Regions from separate parts of the Mus musculus genome. Here region 2 is linked to region 1. Evidence: chromatin contacts called from public promoter capture Hi-C data. All regions are on one chromosome and are shown on one strand. Each heading gives the region's core, a stretch centred on a gene start, on an enhancer-like site or on the middle of the called end of the contact. The rest is flanking DNA. Distances are from core to core; before and after follow the strand shown. Region 1 overlaps Chd7 (chromodomain helicase DNA binding protein 7). Region 2 overlaps Chd7 (chromodomain helicase DNA binding protein 7).

The links. Capture Hi-C pulls out chosen DNA fragments and counts their contacts.
Region 2: a promoter capture Hi-C map of adipose tissue shows a contact between it and region 1. The contact joins two enhancer-like sites. A contact is called at or near these places in 2 of 484 Hi-C or Micro-C datasets (rod photoreceptor and stem cell-derived neural stem cells), 1 of 115 datasets of contacts at active chromatin or transcription factors (CD8 T cells) and 3 of 9 other capture datasets (adipose tissue, liver and pancreatic islet).

Annotation. Positions count from the first base shown.
Region 1 is chr4:8,745,268-8,750,286 of GRCm38.p6, reverse strand. The region is part of intron 1 of Chd7 (chromodomain helicase DNA binding protein 7); the gene reads right to left. Among named protein-coding and RNA genes, the nearest start is that of Gm46841, 31 kb to the right of the region's middle. Within about 2 kb of position 2,991, at least 21 of the 459 cell types and tissues checked have an H3K27ac peak or open chromatin away from gene starts, as enhancers often do. A contact at or near this core is called in adipose tissue, liver and stem cell-derived neural stem cells, where this site is marked.
Region 2 is chr4:8,834,926-8,839,944 of GRCm38.p6, reverse strand. It overlaps Chd7 (chromodomain helicase DNA binding protein 7), which reads right to left. Exons shown (of 38, transcript NM_001277149.1): 16 at 1,184-1,394; 17 at 325-520. Among named protein-coding and RNA genes, the nearest start is that of Gm46842, 73 kb to the left of the region's middle. Within about 2 kb of position 2,229, at least 130 of the 459 cell types and tissues checked have an H3K27ac peak or open chromatin away from gene starts, as enhancers often do. A contact at or near this core is called in adipose tissue, liver and stem cell-derived neural stem cells, where this site is marked.

The DNA of each region.
Region 1 (5,019 bases), core at 1,742-4,241:
CCTATGCTAACCGAATAGCATCCCAGCTTTCTGCCTTAGCTATAAACTCTGATAGATCTGGGGTCATATTAAAATAACCAATTTGATTTGAAGACTGCTTTAACAACCAAAACAGAAAAGTGGTTTTGTTCAATGCTTACTGAATCAACAAACTAATCAAGAATGATTTCGCATAAGAAAAATGCCTGGACCCTGAGACTCCTTTGGACTGTCACCAGCTGATCTCCTCTCACAGCACATTAAGCACTGGGTGGCACTGACCCACTTGCGACACACAGAAGCACACGATGGAGAATTTCCAGAGATGCTCTGGACAGACTCAGTTGTGAATTCTACTGCGGATTGCCACAAGAATATGCATATAACCAACTCTGTAAGGAGTCACCCATGAGACAGATAACCCTCTCTTCTACCTGCCCTATCCTAACGTATTCGTAACACGGAGGAGACTCTGTTTATGGAAATGTAAACAACATTCCTGCTCACTGTCAGCACTACAGACATGACACCTGAGAGGGTCTGTAGCTTTCAGGTGACAGCTGTCAGCCAACGTCAAAGGTCGCCTCACTCTGCCACTACCTGCCATATATTTTCTGATCTACCTTCTCCAAATACAGAGGTCAGACAGGAGAGAATCAAGTACATAGGAAAGCTGTTTCTCTAAAAATATGCTGGGTTTTTTTTTCCCCCCAGAACAAATAAAAGTCCAGAGCAGGGAGTAGAAATTCCAGTGCCAAGTGCAACAAATATTGATAAACTGAATTTGTGCGTAACCTAAAAAAACTTAAAAAGTCAGTCTTCATTTGCTCAAGGCTCACTCTTAACTTCCAAGGAAATAAATGTTACAATGTAATTGATAACAGCTTAAGCCAGCCATGCAGCCAGCTTACCACGCAGTTTAAGGAAGGTAATAGCACTTATATGTTCTGGAAGACCTTCCTTCATTTCCCAACAGCTTCGTCTGCTGGGGCACACCCCGAAGCCCGGGGCCCTGCAGAGCCTGCTTGAAGTAGCAGCAGTGGACTTGACGCTTGCTTTTTATCAGCTAAGGACCCAGCAGAAGGGGAAAAGAAGTTGTACGGGCACAAGAAGAGACAAACCAGGCTCGCTGAGAGTAATTATACCAGACGCTTGGCTTTGTTTCCCTCCTTCCGGTTCCCTATTCATTCCCATTAAGAATCCACTCCCGGAGGCATGAAAAATGCCAGCATTGTACGGCATCAAGTGAGCATGTGACCCACTGCAGCTGTGACCACCTCAGGTGTGGCCCAGGCAGGACTTAAAAACCTGTGGATCGAAATCTACCATCAGTGATTGCTAGCTCTCCGGCCACCAAGGCCACCTTGAATCTTTTCTGACACCTCAGACCAACTGGCAACTGTGCCAGGAATCCATCTGGTAACCATGGTCCATACTTTCGATCTGACCTAACTTAATTAATTGATTTTGGTCAATTTTTTTTTTATTAAGACCACGTGAATGACCACTTTCCCAAATTGCAGCTGCAACATGAGTCTCAGTTTTTATAACATGTTTAAAATAAAGCTCCACTTTGAAGGCTGCACCCTTCTCTACACTGAATGCCACCTGTGCCTATATCACTGTCGAGAGGGCCACACCTAAGAGTAACAATCAGAAAAAATGCTTCACTTCCTAGTAGTTATGCATTAAATGCACCCTAGAGAAACATTTTAATAACTGGGGTGTAACTCAAAGAGAGTTCACAAGATGCACTGGTGCCGAGGTGAGAGGGGGGCACAGGACTGTGACCGAAGGGGACCATCAGCATGGGCAGAAGCTCGATGCCACTTGCAAGCAGCTCAGAGCTGGCAAGCACTGTTGGGCCTCTGGCCCATGCTCCTCTTCACAGATGAAAAAAGCCCTTATATAAGTTAATGGAACCTAGATTAAAGTTTGAATGGCAAACAGTTCCCTGAATGGACAGGCAACTGTAAGGAATGAGCAGGGATGAAGGCGGGCAGGGGCTCACATCAGCTCCACCTTGGTCAGAGACCAGGCCATGAAGCACAGCTTCTTCACCAAACAGAAGCACATTCCTCTCAAGGAACTCCATCAGAGCGCACGGTTAGGAACAGCGGGTAAGAGGACCAAGTGGGGACTGCTGGTCATTTCCCTGGGAATCAACAGGCAGGTCTAAACAAGTAAACAGCACAAAGAACCAGCAGTGAGCTGAGAAGGTAGCTCCTAGCCTTGGCCCAGCACGGACAAAACCCTGGGCTCCATCCCGAGTGCCACGAGATTTCTAAATCTTTTTGAAATTAAAGACATCAAAATCAGCACTAAGAGCAACAAATACACACGAAGGCAATAGGAGTTAGAAATCCTTGAGCTGTAAATGATGTCATTCTAAGTTAGTTTTTATTGGACAGTGTCACACTGATGTTCTACTTAATGCAGATTCTAGAAATTCTAGAAATTCTCGGGCCTTTGTGCCCGAGCTTTAATGCAGTACCACAGTGCAGAGGTTTTATTCACAGGCACAGATCAGAAACCTATCCAGGAAAGGGACGAATTCAAAACACCTTTCGGATGCAAATAATTCCTCTAGTTCAAGCCCTCGGACAGCAGAGCTCTTCCCTGAATGTCCAGCACACTTTGGCAAGTATGAAGTTTTGTAGGGTGTTTGCCCGTGAGATACTGAGGATTTCCGGGCTCCCTGCTAGCTCCACTGTGGGTGGCTTGCTCAACTTCTCTCCTTTACCTCCAAAGGTCCTGAAAAGAACTGGCAGAGACTCTGCATGGAGGGAAGTATACATCAGTTTCCCAAGGCATGCCCTGCCGCTGGAACACAGTGTATCACCACCCTCCCCACAACCCAGAAAGAGGCCACTCTGTCACCAAGGAGACAGTACTATCAAGACAAGAACGGAATCCACATGGTGATAAGTGAACACACAGAAGATAAAGGGTTCGCTGCTGAGCCTGAATTCAAACTGAAAGTACTAAACAGAGCCCATGGGCAGCCACCTCCCCACTGGCAACACAGCCTTCAACAGCCAACTTGGAAAGAGGCAAGTCCAGTGGGGCCAAGGCTTGCCTTTGGGCAAGGCATCTCTCCAGATGACAAACATCCAGATAAAGAAATCAGGAAGTGCCTCCAAATCACAACATCAGAACCTCAGTTCATCACCAGGCAGCTTCAAATCTGCCTCCTGGACTAAGCGGGGCCCTTCCGGAACTCTCTGGCCAAGATCACATTTTCCTCCACGTTAATGTCCCTGGGCACTGTGGGGTACGCTACGGTTGTGCTCCCTAAGCCAGCCATGTGTTGCCTTTTAAAATCATTAAAAATAAATGAATTTTAAAATGCAGTTCTGACTCTTAAAAACCACATGAATTCAAGTGTTCAAGGGCTACTCATCAGACAGGGCAAAGATGTAACACCTGTGGCGGTGCAGAAACCCACCGACAAAAACGCTACCCACTGCTTCCTGAAGGTCCCGTTGGAGAAAGACCATTTTGAATAGTGACAATCTTGGTCACGAAAGTTTGTATTGATTCAAAGGCCAATATCATCCCCTGCGCTATACTATGTGGTATTTTTCTATATGTTCATTTTAACTACACTTTCAACCTACCACATCTCTCCTTCCTCAATTTCCTAACACAGATTTCCATTTTGATCATTTTAGGAATAATTCTGAACTGTACAGAAAATTATTTAGAATGGTGGTGTTCCTTTTGAAGGCATGGATTAGTCCAAATAATGTATTAAAAATAAACCTGGGAGCTAGAAGTGGTGTGGCTCACACCTTTAATCCCAGCATTCAGGAGGTAGGGGCAGGTGGAGTTCACTGTGAGTGTAAGGTCAGCCTGGTCTACTTATCCAATCCCAATCCAGTGCTACTGAGTGAGAGCCTGTCTTAAAAACACCACCACAGAAGTAAATAAAGGAGTGAATAAACAAACAAGGTATGAATGAGAGACTGGTCATGCAACTTCACATGGAGGGCACGCTTAGTAAATATATGACCTTGGATTTGATCCCCAGAACCATAAAGTGAGTTTTAAACCTTAACAATGATTGCAGGGACGGCGTGTATTTTTTTTCACCAGATAATAACCAATCATGATGATGTAAGACATCCGACACCCTGCATATCCAACACTCAACCAAACAGATGTGGCCCTGTCCCCAGGCAGCCAGCTGCTCTAGTAAATCCCCTGGAGGATTCCGAACTCGCTCAGTTTGCTGGGCTGTCTCAGGTCTGTCTAGACCTAGACCACCTCACCATCCTCCTGTCCCTGCAGGACCACATCCTCCTCCTGCTCCTTCTCCCTCAGCTGGACTCTGCCACGGAGTCAGGCCCTTGCGTGTTCTCTAAAGTCCCGAGAACGGCCAATCCTCTGTAGACTACTGACTCAATGAGTCATGGCTTGCTTCGTGTGAAAGCCTTAAAGCCAAGGGTCACAGAGCACCGTGCATTCTGCTGTACGATGTTTCCCTCACTCTTCCTAGAGATTAGAGGCTTGCCCTTTGAATTGGGGGTCTGGGGACAGGAAAACCAGACCTCAGCCACTTTGCAAAATACAGTCTCAGAGCATCCCTCAGCCCCACCCCCACCCTTGACCCTGCACGTGGAATCTGCATATGAATGTTGGGACACTTGCTCTCAGTCTAGGAGTTTTTCCTCAGTGGCAGGTTGGAGGACCACTCGAAGTGAGAACAAACAATAACAAGTGACACTTGTTCCAGGAAACCAACCAAGCAATACAATGGTAAAGCTTTTAAAGGAAAAGAAGGTTCTGGTATCCGCAACTGACCAACAACGATGACTTCATCCAAAAAGCTTCACCAGTTCTTAGTGGCAGACTTGAATATTTAATAGGTTCTAAGCAGTGGACATCTAAGGGTGGTTTACAATATGTCCATCTGCTTACTGATCGTTTTCTTAAGGCAAAAGATTTCAGTTAACAATAGTCTGGTGCCATGTTACATAACGTACTGTTTCACAGGTTTCTTGCAGAAACCTTTCAGTTATTTCTACATAACCTTGA
Region 2 (5,019 bases), core at 980-3,479, 90 kb before region 1:
AGTGAGTTCCAGGACAGCCAGGGCTATACAGCAAAACCCTGTCTCTAAAAACAAAAAACAAACAAAACAAAACAAAACAAAAGAACGAAAAGAAACACATGTCTCTCTAGTTAGTTCTAAAACCACACATTGTTGAAATAATGAAAGGTGCAGTTTGGAACGATACCAACACTCTAAAGGGTTTCCTCTCATATCACACATCAGGTGATCACTAGTTGATATCCTCTGAGTCAGGAGACAAAGGCAATGACACACTAGTTCACTGGTGTGACTGATAAGTCTGTCACGAGAGGCACTGGGGACAGGTGGCCTGCCCCCACTTACCTGGAGGTCATTCTGGGGATTCCAGTCTGAATCAAAGATGATGCAGGTATCAGCAGCAGTGAGGTTAATGCCTAGCCCTCCTGCCCGTGTGCACAGGAGGAACACAAACCTATCAGAATCAGGTTTGGAGAATCTGTCAATAGCTGCCTGGCGGAGGTTGCCTCTGACCCGGCCATCAATCCTTTCGTATGGGTACCTGGAAATACAACACGGAGGCCTGACCCACAGCTACCATATGCTCGCTCATTTTTGCTTTCAAATAAGTATTCCAATATGGAATATGCACTCACATAATAGAAGGATTTAGCATAAATACTTCAAATCAGGAGTGTTTTCCATACAACTGCCAGAACACTCAAGATTTAAAGTTTTGTTTTACTTCCTCAAGGAAACAGCTAAACTCTAAAAACAGCTGATAAAATACATTTTAATTTTAAGTAAGAACTCTTCTCCCCAAGTTGAACGAAATGAAGAAAAACTGCTCACAAAAGTATGCAGCATAAAACAAACAAACAAAGAAACCTACATATACCTGGCGGTGGTGATAAACGCCTTTAATCCCAGCACTAAGGAAGCAGAGACAAGTGGATCTCTGTGAGCTCAAGAGCAGCCTAGTCTACAGAATGAGTTCCAGGACAGCCAGGGGCTACACAGAGAAACCCTGTCTCAGAAAAAAAAAAAAAGTACACAGTGCCCCCTGCTCTCATGTAAGATGCCCTTATATATAACTGTGGCTTTGAAAGGGGGGGGTGTGTGATATATTGTTCCCACTCTGCCACCTCTACTGTAAATGTCACTTCTAGGTGACTCACACCGCATCCTGCCCTCTCTCTCTGTTGTTTCTATGCAGTGGCCTCACCGTCTCTGGATGAGATAGTCTTCCAGGATGTCCAAGCAGCGCACCATCTGGGAGAAGATAAGCACCCTGTGGCCACCAGCCTTCAGCTTTGGCAGCAGCTTGTCAATCAGCACCAGCTTGCCAGCAGCCTGGATCATTGCCTGGAGCTGAAAATCTGGAGACTCTGCATTGTGTGTTTCTTTAAACTCTTCCAAAATTTTCTCTTCAGCACCTGCAGAGATTGGATGGCATGACGTGAATACTGTAAGAGGTTTTTATTACTAAAAACAATGGATTTGCTTTCAAAACCCACAGCAAACTGGCAAAATCAGAATATCCCATTCACATGTAAGAGCAGGAAGCCACCTGCTTACTCCAAGTTAGATCCACACATAACCACAGGCCTAAAAAGGGACCAAAGTTTTAAGTTCCATATACTGAGGCAGTTTGGAGAGAGATCCACATTTTCCAGCCACCAAATGTTTGCTGACTATATTAAAAAACAAAACAAAACAAAACCAAACCAAAACCAACCAAACAAAACACACCCAGATTTCAACAACAGACTGTTAGGCCATAGGTGTCGAAAACAAGCCAAGGGCCAAATACCTACAGAAAAGCTAGAGCCTGAACTACAGGCGAAGGGGGTGTCAGCTGAGTAAAACAAAAACAGCAATGCCCAAACCCTCCAAAGATGAAAACCAAGGCAACCTATGGCTTCCTGGCTAAGTCCCCTTTCTCGATGTTCTACACTGTGCAGAAGTTTGAGTGCGGTAGAGCACTCAGTGGAAGGACATGTCCCCGAGGAGGAAGGCTCACAGAGTGCGGTAGAGCACTCAGTGGAAGGACATGTCCCCGAGGAGGAAGGCTCACAGCTACGGCCTCCATCGTGCTGTGGGTTCAGGCAGCGGCAGGTAGGCTTCTCTCAATGCTCCAGTCCTTTGGCTGGAGTGAAGCAGAGGTGATCTGGCCCCCTCCTTGGCCTCTGGGCCCCCAGTACACAGGGCTGGGTTTCACACTCTTCTCCTATCATAGATGCTTTTGAGAACGAAAGCACACCAAGTTTAACCCCAAGCACTCACTTCCTGCCATTATACTGTGCCAGGAACTTCCTCCCACTGTATGTGACGTACCGATGTGGGTTACAGAAATCTCCCAAAGGCGTCTGAAGGTCGGGTTGGGTCAGGAAGGCCACTGTAACGGCTTATGGCACCTCCACAGGCAACACAATGCCAGTGAAGGACAGTCTTGCTTCCATTTAAGGTGGTGTTGAGGCTGTCCCCATGGGGTCATACAGAGAACACTAGATGAGTTAAGAATCATCAAGGGCAGATTAAAGCCACTTGATGTTTGGAGCGAATGCCAGGCCTTCCACAGGTGCACGACCTTTTCACAAAGTGAACCGGGCAGAAAATGCCAACTCTCTCGGAAGGGCCTGACCCTTAGTCGCCTTCCACAAGAACAAAAAGCTGAGATTCAGATTAGTTCTGTAAGTGTGGAAACAGACCAAGGAAAGATAAGGAGGAGATGCCATGTTAAGGACAGAAGCCACAGTGTCCCTGACTAAAGGTGATGGTGTCCCCAGGCCTGCGGTCTGGAGACCTGGCAGGCACTAGGTTCAGAAAGCTCTCCTGGGCTCACACAGAGACTCACAGTGAATTATCACATTATATCTTTTAGTAAGTTTTACTCTTTTGTATAATGCTCATAAGATGCTTACGATTTAGAAATGAATAATTTAACCCTATGATATTTGGGTATTCTTTGTCTATGAGGCATACAACCCGGGATAAAAATGAAGTGTAATATAGTTTAAAACCACTTAATGATCAAGGAATTGTCTTTTAAAAATGAGACTTTCACTTTGAGAAAGCAAATGTCAGGCAGGCTGGAATTATTTTAGTGAAAAATTGAAACATAAATAATTCAAAGAGAAATCTAAACTCACATTATAAAATTTTAAATTTATTAAGAAGCAGCAAAACAACACTCCTGCCTTTTTGATGCCACTGATAATTTCTTTCCTTTAACTTTTAGAATTTAAAGTGTGTGCATACGTGTGCATGTGTGCATTCGAGAGTGGATGCCTGCAGAGCCAGAGGGATCAGGTCCTCCCAAGACAGCGTTATAAGCAGTTGTGAGTCATGGGATGGGACGTGAACACCGGGGTCAAACATCTGGAGACAGTTGCAATTTCTGCCCCATGTATCACAAGACAAAATTTAAAAATTAGCAATTAAAGATTTCCTTTGAGGTTAGATTTGAAAACATCAACTGGATATGGGTTATGATAAACTCAACTACTTAGTTAAAGTGCAGCTGGTAGTGCATTCATCTTGTATGCAGAGCAAAGGCAACTGGAAAGAAGAGTAGAGCTTTCCTCCTTCCACAGAGAGCTGCTACTTGCCGGGGACTCTGGCTACCATATGCAGACACTCTTCAACCACATGCATCTTTATGGCATGTACTCCCACCATCCAGAGTTCTCTCCCACTAAGCTTATCTTACCACTCCCACCAATGTACAGATTTGCTCCTACTTTTCCAAAGACATGCTCTGTAGAATAGAAGTTTAGGCCAGTTGGTGCACTTTCCTCTCTTACGACTAGTTCATAACAGCTTACTACGGATGATTAAACTTTCTTGCGGGTGCCACTTGGACACAGCCATAACTCCATGAGAGCTCAGTTACAGATCCTGGATAAGCCTGGATAAGAGTGTGCAGTGGGGCCCTGGACCAATCCCTGAGATGTCCATGAGATACACTGTCTCACTGTCTCTGGAGCTAGGAGCCTAACGTACATGTTTTTTTTTTTTTTTTTTTTTTTTTTAACTTTCCAAAAAAATGGGTACAAGAACCCCTCCCTAACAGTCACTGTGTTATTTATTCTTAGGACAAGAGAGCTCACCTCAAGGCATGACAATTAGGACAAATACCTCAAGGAGTCCTAAGGGGCTCTAGAAGAAGAGCTATCTATACAGGGGACTCCAGAGACAAATCAGATACAGAAAAGGGCCCCTGCTATGTTTTGGAGGTGGGGGGAGCCTTGGCAATGCTCTCTGCATACAATTAACCAGAGTGAGCAGGAAGGACATGGAAGCTCAGAGCAGTCCTCCTTGTCATGGGACTGAGCGTCTGTGACACAGGCCTCGTCAGCACCATGAGTCCTTTATGTAATCTCTTTTTCTCCTCTTTCCTGCTGGGGGTTGCTGTTATCTATTTTCTCTCTATAAGCTATGAAATAAAAGTATGCGCGCATAGTCAGGTGTGTCCTCCTCATACACGAGTACTTTCCCTGAGTCCCAACTCAGCCACAGGCTAGTGGACACCATATGGGCTCATAAATACTGTGTGGTTAGCTAGCACAGTGGACGGGCAACTATCAGACATGGTGCTCTCTTAGAAAACAAACACTACTGAAACACTACTTAAAAACAGGAGTTCACAGATGTCACAGCAGAGCAATGGCCTCAGGTTCTATACCCTGAGCTTATCCTCCTGGTGGATACTACTGTTTCTCCTCCATTGGCAAGGACATCCAGGGTGGTGGACAGGTGCATGCTGAGGCAGGGGAATGGGAGGTTGTCTCCTTCCCTCACGGACCTCAACACTCCCGGGTTAGCCTGCCATCACAGTGCAAACTGCCCAGATCACAGCCATATCCCTTCAGCTGATCATTCTCTCCTTGCTTGTCTGTCTATCCTTCATTCCATCTTTTTTGGAATGTTGGCTCTGGTCAGTCTCTAGTCCTTTCATTTCTGAGGCACGCTCTCAGGAACAACAGCCCCTCCTCAGCCCGTCCTCCCAAATGGCTAGCTAGCCTCAACGTTTCTATATAACCGACAACGGTCCTGATT